Linked DNA regions of Mus musculus: all the other regions are linked to region 3. The links are chromatin contacts, called in public Hi-C and HiCAR-type maps. All regions are on one chromosome and are shown on one strand. Each heading gives the region's core, a stretch centred on a gene start, on an enhancer-like site or on the middle of the called end of the contact. The rest is flanking DNA. Distances are from core to core; before and after follow the strand shown. Region 1 has its middle 38 kb from the start of Prkra. Region 2 overlaps Osbpl6 (oxysterol binding protein-like 6). Region 3 overlaps Osbpl6 (oxysterol binding protein-like 6).

The links. A called contact is a pair of places that touch in the nucleus more often than the background predicts. HiCAR-type assays count read pairs that join an accessible place to other places.
Region 1: a Hi-C map of pancreatic cancer cells shows a contact between it and region 3, with 2.2 times the contacts expected there. The contact joins two enhancer-like sites. A contact is called at or near these places in 2 of 484 Hi-C or Micro-C datasets (nephron progenitors and pancreatic cancer cells), 1 of 115 datasets of contacts at active chromatin or transcription factors (embryonic stem cells) and 3 of 9 other capture datasets (adipose tissue, liver and pancreatic islet).
Region 2: a HiCAR-type map of kidney shows a contact between it and region 3, with 2.7 times the contacts expected there. The contact joins two enhancer-like sites. A contact is called at or near these places in 1 of 39 promoter capture datasets (embryonic stem cells), 2 of 484 Hi-C or Micro-C datasets (Th1 cells and olfactory sensory neurons), 2 of 115 datasets of contacts at active chromatin or transcription factors (embryonic stem cells and kidney) and 3 of 9 other capture datasets (adipose tissue, liver and pancreatic islet).

The regions. Positions count from the first base shown.
Region 1 is chr2:76,608,540-76,612,361 of GRCm38.p6, forward strand. It overlaps a transcript of Prkra not described here. Among named protein-coding and RNA genes, the nearest start is that of Prkra, 38 kb to the right of the region's middle. Within about 2 kb of position 1,967, at least 42 of the 459 cell types and tissues checked have an H3K27ac peak or open chromatin away from gene starts, as enhancers often do. A contact at or near this core is called in pancreatic cancer cells, where this site is marked.
Region 2 is chr2:76,434,283-76,438,012 of GRCm38.p6, forward strand. All of the region lies in intron 1 of Osbpl6 (oxysterol binding protein-like 6), which reads left to right. Among named protein-coding and RNA genes, the nearest start is that of Gm52557, 4.9 kb to the left of the region's middle. Within about 2 kb of position 1,794, at least 14 of the 459 cell types and tissues checked have an H3K27ac peak or open chromatin away from gene starts, as enhancers often do. A contact at or near this core is called in kidney, where this site is marked.
Region 3 is chr2:76,502,331-76,506,499 of GRCm38.p6, forward strand. All of the region lies in intron 2 of Osbpl6 (oxysterol binding protein-like 6), which reads left to right. Among named protein-coding and RNA genes, the nearest start is that of Gm52557, 73 kb to the left of the region's middle. Within about 2 kb of position 2,276, at least 38 of the 459 cell types and tissues checked have an H3K27ac peak or open chromatin away from gene starts, as enhancers often do. A contact at or near this core is called in kidney and pancreatic cancer cells, where this site is marked.

The DNA.
Region 1 (3,822 bases), core at 717-3,216, 110 kb after region 3:
CCCCTCAGTGGTCTCTGCCTCAGCTCCTGCTTCCAGGTTCCAGCCCTGCTTGAGTTCCTGTCCTGACTTCCTCTATGAACTAGAAGTAAAAAAAAAAAAAAAAACAAATAAACACTTTCTTTCCCAACTTGCTTTTTGGTCATGGTGTTTTGTCAAAACAATAGAAACCCTAACTAAGGCATGTCTCAGCCCCTTCTGTGAAGTGCCCTCTTTAGAAACAGGGTGAGAACTGCTTAGCCCCGCTGGCCAAGGTCATCCATGACAACCACGGTCCATGCCATCACTGCCACTCAGAAGACTGTGGATGGCCCAGACCTATGGGCTCAAGATAAGACAAGGAACAGGGTCTAGATTAGTAGCCATGTCCCTCTTTCTGCAGACTGCCCACTAAGAAGTGGGACCTCAGGTCCTCCTGGCCACACAGGCTCTGTATGAGACATTGGTCAAGGGAGGGATGGAGCATTACTCCCTCTACTTATTTATTTATTCATTTGCTATAATGCTTATCACAGATTATTATGCAGGAATGGGTCATGGCTTTGGCCAAGCAGAATTCCACTCAACTGAAGTATTTGCAGGAATCAGAGTGGAACATGGGTCTCAGGAGCAGGAAAATGGCTAAAGCATATGGGTCATTTTCTAGTTTGCCAGTTAAAAATATTCACCCTTAACAAGTTAGCTTTATAAGGAGCATTTATGTTCCAGGCATGCCGTTAACTACATACTTGGGAGGCAGAAGCAGGAGGATCTCTTTGAGTTGGAGGCCAGCCTGGTCTACATAATTAGTTCATAAAAAGTGAGTGAGACTTTATCTAAAAAACAAAACAAAAAAGTACATACACAATAAACAGTTAAGTGCTGAATGTGTTTCTCACAAAAATCAATGAAGAATACACAATTCATGCAAAAATGTGTATCAACTTTTACCAACCACTATTGGCAACATCACCAGGTGAACAGTGAAGTCAAGTGGAGACAAGGGAAGGTCCTCAAATGAGAACAGAGGCCATTGGTGACAATGTCTATTACAGGAAAAATGGCGTCCTTCTCGCCCATTGGTAGAAACTCAAGCAAACTAACTAAAGGCAAGGCATGCCAATATATTTGATTTGAGGAGAAAATTTGACTTTCCCTGTCGATCCTTCATTGGAAGAGGAGCAGGAAACAGGGAATGTAGCAGCTGAGTTAGTGGTTAGCAATTATGGCTGACTGCTGCAGAGGGTTGAGATAGCTTCCTTGGGTAACTGCTACTGAAGTTGTGGATCAAATGTCCACTGTCATTATTATCAGGAGTTTAAGACAAAATCTTGGGTTCTGGTCGGTCCAATTGAGGCTTGGCCACCCATCCACAATTGACCTAGATGAGGAAAAGAGAGAAAAGCAGAACAAATGTATTCATTGCGGCCATACTGGAAAGAATGATGAACAGAGGTCTAGTCATTCCCCAAGTCTACTTTGAGTTTACTGACAAAAGGGTTAGGTTTAAGCAGAAGGCAAGAGCTGAGCAGTCCAGGTCAAGCTGTGGTGGTGCCTGTCACTAAGTTTTGACACCATGTCAAAACTGTATGAAATCTCACAGTTCTTTTTCTAGCTAGCTCCAGGCTTTTGATAGGAGTCCTGAGAGAAATTTTAATTATCTGGGGCCTACTGTTTGAACCCACACAGTGGCTCATAGTTGTCTATAATTCCAGTGGATCTGGAGCCCTCTCTAGCACATGCATATGCCCAGATAAACACTCATACATAAACAAAACAAAACAAAACCTTAAAACCTTAAACCTTAAAAATAGATAAACACTGCACATTTCCATTTATATGAGATAACTAAACTAGCAAAACCCCAAGAGGAACGGGAGATTCAAGGACTAGCCTTGCAGAGAATGGGGAGATGGTGTCTAATAGACAGAGTTGAAGTTTTGCAAGAGAAATGGGTTCTGGAGCTCAGTTGCACAACAGTTGAGTTTGCTACTTAGTCATAGACATAAAAATGGTGGCGGTCCTTATTTGTATTTACCTAAGGTGCTGCACTGAGAGAGTCTAGCTGAACGGTATGAGGGGCCTCTACATTCTACCTGTGCAATTTCCTATGAATCTCTGATTACTGAAAATCAAGACATATTTTATAGCGATTATGCTTGTTGTATAAAGAAAATTACAGACGGGCAATCCAATCCCTTGGAGAAAGATAACAGAACTTTCTGAACACAGATGATAGCCTGGTCAGCCACTGCCTGCCTGAAAGAGGAACTTTGATCAGAAAGATTCTCACAAGCTGGGTCCCAGCAGGACTGAGTCATCCAAACAAGATCGTTACAATTTATAAGCCTTTAAAGGAAGTTGAATTAACAAACTCTCCTGTTGGCACAGAGCCTTGGCCTTACCCTCTTGTTGAACAGAGTCCCCAGCGCTAAGCTCCCTGTCTGTCAAATTCCTCATTCCAGAAGAGCGAGCCATGAGATCTAGCCCAGAGCCCCTTCACGTGCTGCTTAGGTCACGCCCTGAAAGCAGAGTTGATAGCATTGCCTGTAGCTGATACTGATTTCCATGTCAGATTTTCCCTTACAAATCTCAAGTCACGGGTCCACCCTGCTCCTCAGAAAAATAGTAGTTTCTGCACTCCGAGTCACAAAAGTCTGCATGAGGCCCCAGCATTTCACAAATAGCAACATTCTGATTTTAATAGTTCCCAATTTTTCTGCTGGCCACCTAACTCCAATACAGAGGATTCTGATGATAAATTTGAGTTAGTTTCTCTTCTTTCTTTCTTTCTTTCTTTCGTAGACCAGGCTGGCCTCGAACTCAGTAATCTGCCTGTCTCTGCCTCCCAAGTACTGGGATTAAACGCGTGTGCCACCACCACCTGGCGAGCTAATTTCTTTTTACAACTTGCCATATGCATTGATTTTTTAAAAAAAGATTTATTTATTTTATTTATATGAATACACTGTAGCTGTCTTCAGACATACCAGAAGAGGGCATCAGATCCCATTACAGATGGTTGTGAGCCACCATGTGGTTGCTGGGAATTGAACTCAGGACCTCTGGAAGAGCAGTCAGTGCTCTTAACCACTAAACCATCTCTCCAGCCCATTGATTTTTTGTTTGTTTGTTTGTTCGGTTTTTTTGTTTGTTTGTTTTTTTTTTGAGACAGGGTTTCTCTGTATTTTAATAGTTCCCAATTTTTCTGTTGGCCACCTAACTCCAATACACAGGATTCTGATGATAAATTTGAGTTAATTTCTCTTTTCTTTCTTTCTTTCTTTCTTTCTTTCTTTCTTTCTTTCTTTCTTTTTTTTTTTTTTTTTCTGTTTTTCAAGACAGGGTTTCTCTGTATAGCCCTGGCTGTCCTGGAACTCACTTTGTAGACCAGCCTGGCCTTGAACTCAGTAATTAGCCTGCCTCTGCCTCCCAAGTGCTGGGATTAAAGGCATGTGGTGCCACGCCTGGCTTGATTTTTTTTAACAGAATATTTGTATCAGTTCTTTGATAATTTTATTTGTATCTACATGTAATTTGATTGTATTACCCCTGTCTTTGTTTTTCTATAAATCACTGAGTCCAATCTGTACTGCTTATATACATGGGTGTGAGGCAGCTCACTGGAATGTGGTGGACCTATCTGGGGCCACACCCTTAAAGAAAGGATCTTTGGTTCTTGGCCAGATTTACACTACCAGGCATATGTTTCCTCCTGCAGAGTAGGCCTTAAATATAGCCAGAAACCTGATGGACATCCCTATAACACACAGGACGTTATTATACCTCGGGACGTATCTTGCCATGCTGCTGCCTGTCACTGTAGCACACACACAGAGTTCCCCA
Region 2 (3,730 bases), core at 544-3,043, 69 kb before region 3:
TGGTCCTCAGGACGAATGTGAAAAGCTGGATGCGGCAGAATCTCAGCACTGCTGGGGCCAGACGGAAGGGAGAGCCAGGAAAATCACCCAGAAGGTTGCAGGGTAGCTTGGAGTGTGCGGGAGAGCAGACCCAACAGGAGAGATCCGGCTTCGGCCAGCTGGAAGATGACAGCTGACTCTTGAAGTTGTTCTTTGACCTCACTTGTGTTCTCTGTCTCCCTCTCCCCCCTCCCTCTCCCTCTCCCTCCTTCCCTTCTTCTCTCCCTGTCAATGAGTAAATAAGTCAGTAATAGTAATGAGTGATGGGCCATTAAATGAACTAGGATCCTATGAGTCTTTATTGATAAATGAATGAGAGGAACGTTCTAACTGTGTTAGTTGGGGTGGATGTTGAACAACAGGTATAGGAAGAATTTAGGAAATAGAAAACTCATTATTTGGAAGGCTTCCCTTGTGAGAGTTTACTGAGGCAGCAATAGTCAGAGGTGCCAAGCTTGATAGTCAGAGTAATTGGCCTAGTTCAGTGGTAGAGAGTTTGCCTAGCATGTGTGAAGACCCTAAATTCTATTCCCAGCACTGCAAAACAAACGACAAACCAAGAGAAATAACGTAGCCTCACAGTTGTTCCTGCTGTGGTCTCACCAGAGGTCTGTGGCACCAGAAGTCTATGGCGTGAGGTCATGTGAGCATCAGATAGACCCAGGTGAGGTTGGCCCACGTCCCCTGATAGAGAATGAGTTGTGACTCTTGAAACCTGTCAAGGATGAGAGAGGCAGTGGGGAGAGTCTAAGGGATTGTTTTAGAGCAAGGTCATAGATACCATACTTGGAGCACACGATCTTGCATTTGATCCTAAAATCTTCGATTAATGCTGTCGTTGGATCCCAGCTGACTGGTGTCCATGAATTGGATAATGTCTCTTTAACCATGTTGACTTACTAACTGGGATGCTCAGAAAATTGTCCTATAGGAGGGAGCCATTGTTTTGTGCGCTATACGCTGGCATATACAGGGAACTCACTGTCTGGTGGTTCAGGAGGATGCTAAAGACTGAAGAACTGGTTACCAAGGTGAAGGAGACAGAGGGACTGCTATCCGCTTTGTGCTGCTCCTGCAACTTTAAATGAGATTAAAATGAGTTCAAAATTGATTTTTTTTAAAAGTTGGAAAGCTTAGGGAAGGACCACAGAACTGTTAGGAATGGAAAGAGATGCAGGACAGTAACAGTTAAAAATGGAGAATGATGTGCCGGGTGTGGTGGCACACACCTTTAATCCCAGCACTCGGGAGGCAGATTTCTGAGTTCAAGGCCAGCCTGGACTACAAAGTGAGTTCCAGGACAGCCAGGGCTATACAGAGAAACTCTGTCTCGAAAAACAAAACAAAGAGAGAGAGAGAGAGAGAGAGAGAAAGAGAGAGAGAGAGAGAGAGAGAGAGAGAGAGAGAGAGAGAGAGAGAGAATGAATGATGCTGGACAGAATCATCTTTCGTGTGTGTGTGCTATGAGTGTGTGCCAGGCGCACACACAAATACATGCACTCGGAGGCCGGAGCAGACCGTGAAACATCTTCCTTTATGGCTCTCTGCTTTATTGCCTCAAGATAAGGGCCTCTGACTGAAGTGGGAGCTTACAGATTCTAAGTGTCTGGCTCTCAGTACTTTCCCCTCTTTGCACCCCACCTCCCTGTGCTGGTTGAATTTTGGCAACGTGACATGAACCTGGGCATATCTGGAAAGAGAGAATCTTAATGGAGCAAATGTCTCCATAAGAGAGGCCAAGAGGCTGGTCTGTAGGGCCTGTTCTTGATTAATGATTGATGTGGGCACTGTAAACCTTGGACAGGTGACCCTAGACAGTATAAGAAAAGCTGAGCAGATCATGAGGAGCAAGCCAGTAAGCAGCATTTCTCCATGGTCTCTGCTTCAGTTTTTACCTCCGGGTCCCTGCCTTGAGTTCCTATCTTGACTTGCTTTGTTGATGGAGTCTGACCTGAAAGTGTAAGCTGAAATAAACCCTTTCCTCCCAAAGTTCCTTTTGGCCATGGTCTTTTATCATAGCAACAGAAACCCTAACACTCCTCCAGTGCTCACAGATACACACATACAGATATGCCTGGCTTTTTACATGGCCTCTTGGGATTTGTTCTTAGGTCCTTATAGTTGCAGAGCAAACAGTCACTCACTCACTCACTCACTCACTCACTCACTCACTCACTCACTAAGATTCAGGTGGGTTGTGGGGTAGAGGAACATGACATGCGAATTTGAGGTAACAGTGTCTGATCTGTCTAATTAGGTAAGTCCTTCTTTAGGCAATTGGAGACAAATATGCCATTGTTGCCTTTTAAAAAGTGAAAAAAAAAAAACAATATAGAAGAGTATGCTATTAGCCAGTGCACAATGATTGCGACAGTGTATCTTCTTTTGGAAACTTTAATACTTTTAAGGGAAGAATTCATCCAAGCCTGTGGTTGCTAATGGAAACTAGAACTACCCTGTTTATACTTTGTTTCATTGTTTATCCCTCAATGATCTCCTGGCCACCTGGTATCTCTTTCCACTGTCCTGGCTTCTCCTTTTATTTCCTCTTTTACTGACTTTTCTTGCCCCTCCCTCGTATTTAAACTCCCACCTTCATTTATTTCCTCTGGCCAAGTAATTCTTCACTCCTATCCTTTTACTCTCTCAGCCTCTGACTGGCCTCTCCCCCTCAGAGGTTTGTTCCTTCCATCCTCTTGTAGTCATAACAATCATAATATTCTTTCCACTGTATCTTCACGGAGGAGAAGGCCATTCTGAGCTAGTTTCGATTAAGAATTAGAACAGACGTTTTATAATAAATGAGGTTTTATTAATAGCTACCATTAATGGCTGGTTGCTATGGGCCAAGGATGGGCTGGCTGCATTCTGCGTCCACGCATTCACTCCCAACAGTAACATCTTGGAGGATGTGTTTGACTCCCATTTTACAGACTAGAAAGTAGAGGCACAGAACTAAAAATGAAGACTAAGCCCCACACTCAGATCAGAGATAAGGGACAAAACTCAAGCTGCATTTCTGTTACACAGTTACAGGTATTAATTCCACAACTGGGCTCTGCAGAGCCTTATGGGCTAAGTCATTTGCATGAGACTCATTAAGAAGTCAGCAATCCTGAATCTTGTCCTGCTTCTTGGCCAGCATGTGGGGGAGGGAAGCTGAATTATATGCCATGCTCTAAATGGCAGGGCCTTGGCAAGTGGTTATATATCACCAGTGGATGTTGCTGCGGAGAGTCATCCCATCCCCCCTTGCTGGCAAGATTCTCTTTTCTGGGTGTCACAGGAACTAATTATGTGCTGTTAAATCCAAGACCCATTTTATATTCCGGTGGTAAATCTCACATGTCAGGAGCAGTTAGTGACACTGTGGCATGTTGCCTTCAGTTCATGCTGAACTGTGGACAGTAAGTGCTCTGAGGATAGATCCATTTAAATAACCACACCTGCTGTTACCCACTGCCACCTGAATGGTACTTCAAGGTGACCAGTTCAGGACACCCTCCCCATCCCCCCACCCCCCAAGTCTGGAGACTGCAGAGGTTTGCAAATACAGTTCATGCTGGAAGTCTAACTTTAGTTTTGCTTTTGAGATGGGGTCCAAGTTGGTCTCACATTGCAATCCTTCTGCCTCAGCCCTCTGAGTGGTGGGATTATAATCATATGCTGAAATGCCTGGTGAATTTTGAAC
Region 3 (4,169 bases), core at 1,026-3,525:
TGTATGTATGTATGTATATACATACATACATACATACATACATACATATATATATATATATATATATATATATATATATATATATATATGAATGATCTGTTGTAGTTTTTGCTGTTCTTCATGATGCTCAAATAAAACTTGCTTTGTTCCCTGGAGCCCTTCAGATTGACTCCCATGTGTATAGATACAAAAGAGAGCCTCTTACACCAAGTAACAGGGTGAATTCTTTTACGCACAAGTGACTCATCACAAACCAGTCCCAGCCCAGAACTAGTCCAGAGCATCCTGGAAGCACACTTGATATGTTAGGTTCTTTGGCTCTGTTTGTTGTTGTTATTGTTGTTGTTGTAACAGGCTGCCTCAACTCCTCTGGAGTGTGTGCACTCACTGTTTCTAGGAACCTTGGTTCTGTCATTACAAAGTGGATTTTAAAAACATTAGCAGAGCATTGAGAGTCACCAATGTTTGCAGCCCTTTTTGTAGAACCCAGTTGTAAAAGTAACTTTTATTTGACAGATGTAATTGTTGCTATTTTTTTTCCCTCAGATACAGGGATCAGGTGAGAGCTGTACCCAAGCTCTGCTGATACTTGGACTGAGCTCAGACTTTCTTTCTCTGTTCTAAACTATTCCTAGGCCTAGGCCTGGAAGTTCCCAGTCTCCATACAATCTAATCTTCTAAGCTGACTGATTCAATATGTCATCTCTCAGCTTCTGACTGAATTTCTCTGCTTAGCCTCAAACTAACTTTGGCAATATGTCCTAATCTTCTGGCTTTTTCATTCTCTGGTTCATTCTGTTTTTACCTGTGTTTAGTTTGTTCTCTCTGCAACCTGTCTCTGTAAAACTGTCATGATAAAACACTCTCTCTCTCTCTCTCATACACACACACACACACACACACAACTACACACACCACACATCTATCTCCCTCCCTCTCCCCTCTCTCCCTTTCCCCTTTCCTCCCTCTTCCCCCTTCTCCCTCCCTCCCTCTCCCCTTTCCTCCCTCCCCCTCCTCCTTCCTCCTCTTTCTCCCCCCCACCTCCCTCCCTTTCCTGTGCTGTTCTTGTGTGAGTTGGACATGTCCAATCTCTGACCCATTCTGTCAAATTTTTCTGATTCATTGCTTTGCCTAATAGCAAATGTATACATTAAAATTAAGAATTCATATGGATTTTCTTGAGTAAGCATTATGGAGTTTTGATAAATTTTAATTATATATTTGTTTCCATTAAATAATCTTTGGTTCAAAATAATATGAAATTATTCCGCTTATCTTTTGGTTATATAAAATAGTTACAAATTAATAATCTTAGCCTTAAATGACTAATTATTGCTGAACTTTTTTGTAGAGAAAGAAGCTAACTGTAAGGTTAGGTATTTTAAGCATTTATTAGCATTATGAGTGCTTTCAAACTTATATATGGAGTCAGGAGAGGAAGTTTTCCTTCAACCTCCTTTTGTTGTTAATATTTAACGTGTTTCTTGGCACTGAGAAAATTATCCTATTAAATCTTTAGTTTGACAGAGAATTTGAGGTATTTAAACCCTCTGCATCACAACCTGAGGATGTTCCGGGAGGGACAGTGGTCACCTTGGACTCTTGGGGTCAGTTTGTGCCATATTGAATTAATTTGTTAGTGTCCACTCTCCCTCCTGGGGCAGCTCCAGACCGAAGAAGGAGTCATTCTCCAAGTGTAGCGGAGAACTCCGAACTTGTCCCACGCTCATCCCCTTGTTTCTTTTTTATTTGATAAATCCATAATTTATGTTGTTTTTTCTGGAATGATTATCGCTTCTTTGAATCAGTCACATGATGAAGGGTTTTGATTTCTTGACACACTTTATAACGTTTGACAGTGGAAAGATATAAGGATTCATAGAAAACACAGGAAAGGTCACCCTGTTTCCTGCTCTTTTCATTCTTCCTCCAACCTGGCAGTTAATTCCTTGAACTTTGGTCTCGGAGGCCGGCAGTGGGAGTGAGGAGGGGTCGGATGCCTCATTCGCCCACGGCCTTGTCACTGTTTAATCGGCCTCCTCAAACTGCCTTGTTCTGAATCACAACAGTGTCCGCTATTTGTGGATTTTTTTCCAAATACATTTTTACAGAGAATGATTCATGTTTTAATTATTTTAATTTGGAGCATTATTTAAACTTTATCTCATCGACTTGGTGTATCAAATGAATAAGGCCAGGAAATACTGTTTGAGTGAACCAACACAAGAGCACAGATTGACTTTGAAAGAGCTGGCTTTCAAAGCAGCAATTTTAAGTGGTGTTCCTGTGAGTGACGCTGCAGTGACTAACACACAGGCTTCCTGCAGTTCCGCTGTGCATGACTGGTAACAGAAGGTCAGACTTTCAGAACTGCATCTCAATGGCTGTACTTTTTATTATGCCTCTTACATCTCCCCTAGTACACACACACACACACACACACACACAGGCAATTTACTCATCTACATAAGCATTCATTAATTCTTTTATTTTTACCCAAGATTACTGAGTATTTGTTCAATGTCAACCAAGCACTGTTGTGAATCCTGCAGTTGTGACAAAGGCATCTTGAAGACAGGGTCCAAGATGAAGGGTCCAAGAGTAGATAGTAAGCTGCCCCCAACCCCAGTGATGTAACTACTGAGGCAGGTGCTGTGGGGGAAGTGAAAAGCTGTGCCCATTCAGAGTTAATGTGGAATTGAGAACTAAATGACAGTTTACTGACTAAATATTCATAGTTTTGAAATTGGGAAGTATGGCAGAGTTTACTTCAACAATAACTGCAGGTTTGGCATTTGAGTTTATTTCAATTTCTGAAGAACTGGTGAAAGCTGGAGAGTGTCCTTGAAGTCGGGTACATGGAATGTTCTAGAATGTTCTTAAGATGTCCCTGCAAATCCAAAGTTGCTTCAAAATAAAACACTTGAAAAAGAAAAATTCAAGTGAAGAAATGCCAAATTTTTGCATCAAATCAAGTATAGTATACCTCAGGTTTACATAAATGAAGAAGCCACATGCACACCGAAGGGGGAGGGGAGAATGGTGGTGGATGTTGGGAACATTTATTATCATTATTTATTATTATTGATTACTAGATTTGGGTCCTGTTGCTTATGTTTAGACTAGACAGAGTCTCGTCTCTTTCCTTTTAAAAAATAAGATCTATTTACTGTTACTTTATGTATATCTATGCCAAAATTTTATGTATGTATGTATGCATGCATGCATGCATATATGTATGTGTATGTGTGTGTACATGTGTATGTATTTATGGCCACTACATGTATGCAGTGTCTGCAGATATCTGGGTGCTGGGAATTGAATTTTATCAGCAAGTTGGGGATTTTACCCCCTTTTGCAGAGATGTTTGTTTTGTTTTGTTTTTTTGAGACAGAGTTTCTCTTTCTGGCTGTCCTGAAACTCTATATAGACCAGGATGAACTGGAACTCAGAGATCTCTGCATCCTGAGTGCTGGGATTAAAGGTGTGCGCCACCATGCTCAGCAAGAGCCTTTTTTTTTAAGCAATCTAAAACACTTCCTTTTTTTTCAATTTCACTTTATTTTATTCACATAATTTAACCAGTAAATTTCTAAATCTTTCCCATGACTGTAGTTCTTATAGCTATAAGAACTTATTGTACCACTAGACATAAAGTATAAAGACCCCCATTCCACCAGGGCGAGCTCTGCTATGCAGCCCAGGCAAGGTCCTGAGTACTGCAGCCTTTGAGGGGCAGGAAAGGCTCTCCTGCTCTCATGACCTCCGGAGCAGCTCTTCAGTCAGCAGCAAATATTAATGAAGTCTTCAGGGAAAAAAAAAAGAATTACCAGTATTCATCTTGATATCATGGCCATGATTTCCTGATTTAGTTTGTATTTTGCTTGATTTTCTTTCCTCCTGTCTTCTCTGGGTATCTATACTGAGAATAAATGTAGTGGCTTATTCCATGAATATTCTTACTTTATTATCACACATTTTTAAACTAATCAAGAGACAAACAGGTTTTTGAAATAAGCATCTTTGAACAGGTATATTTTCAGATATTATTTCATAGACAGAAGTAAAGCAAGGGGGCACTGTTTATGTTCTACTCAAGTAATGCATGATTGGCAGACTTTTTAAAGGAAAAAAACCAGCTCGATGCTGATTAGAAAAATAGGGTTGTT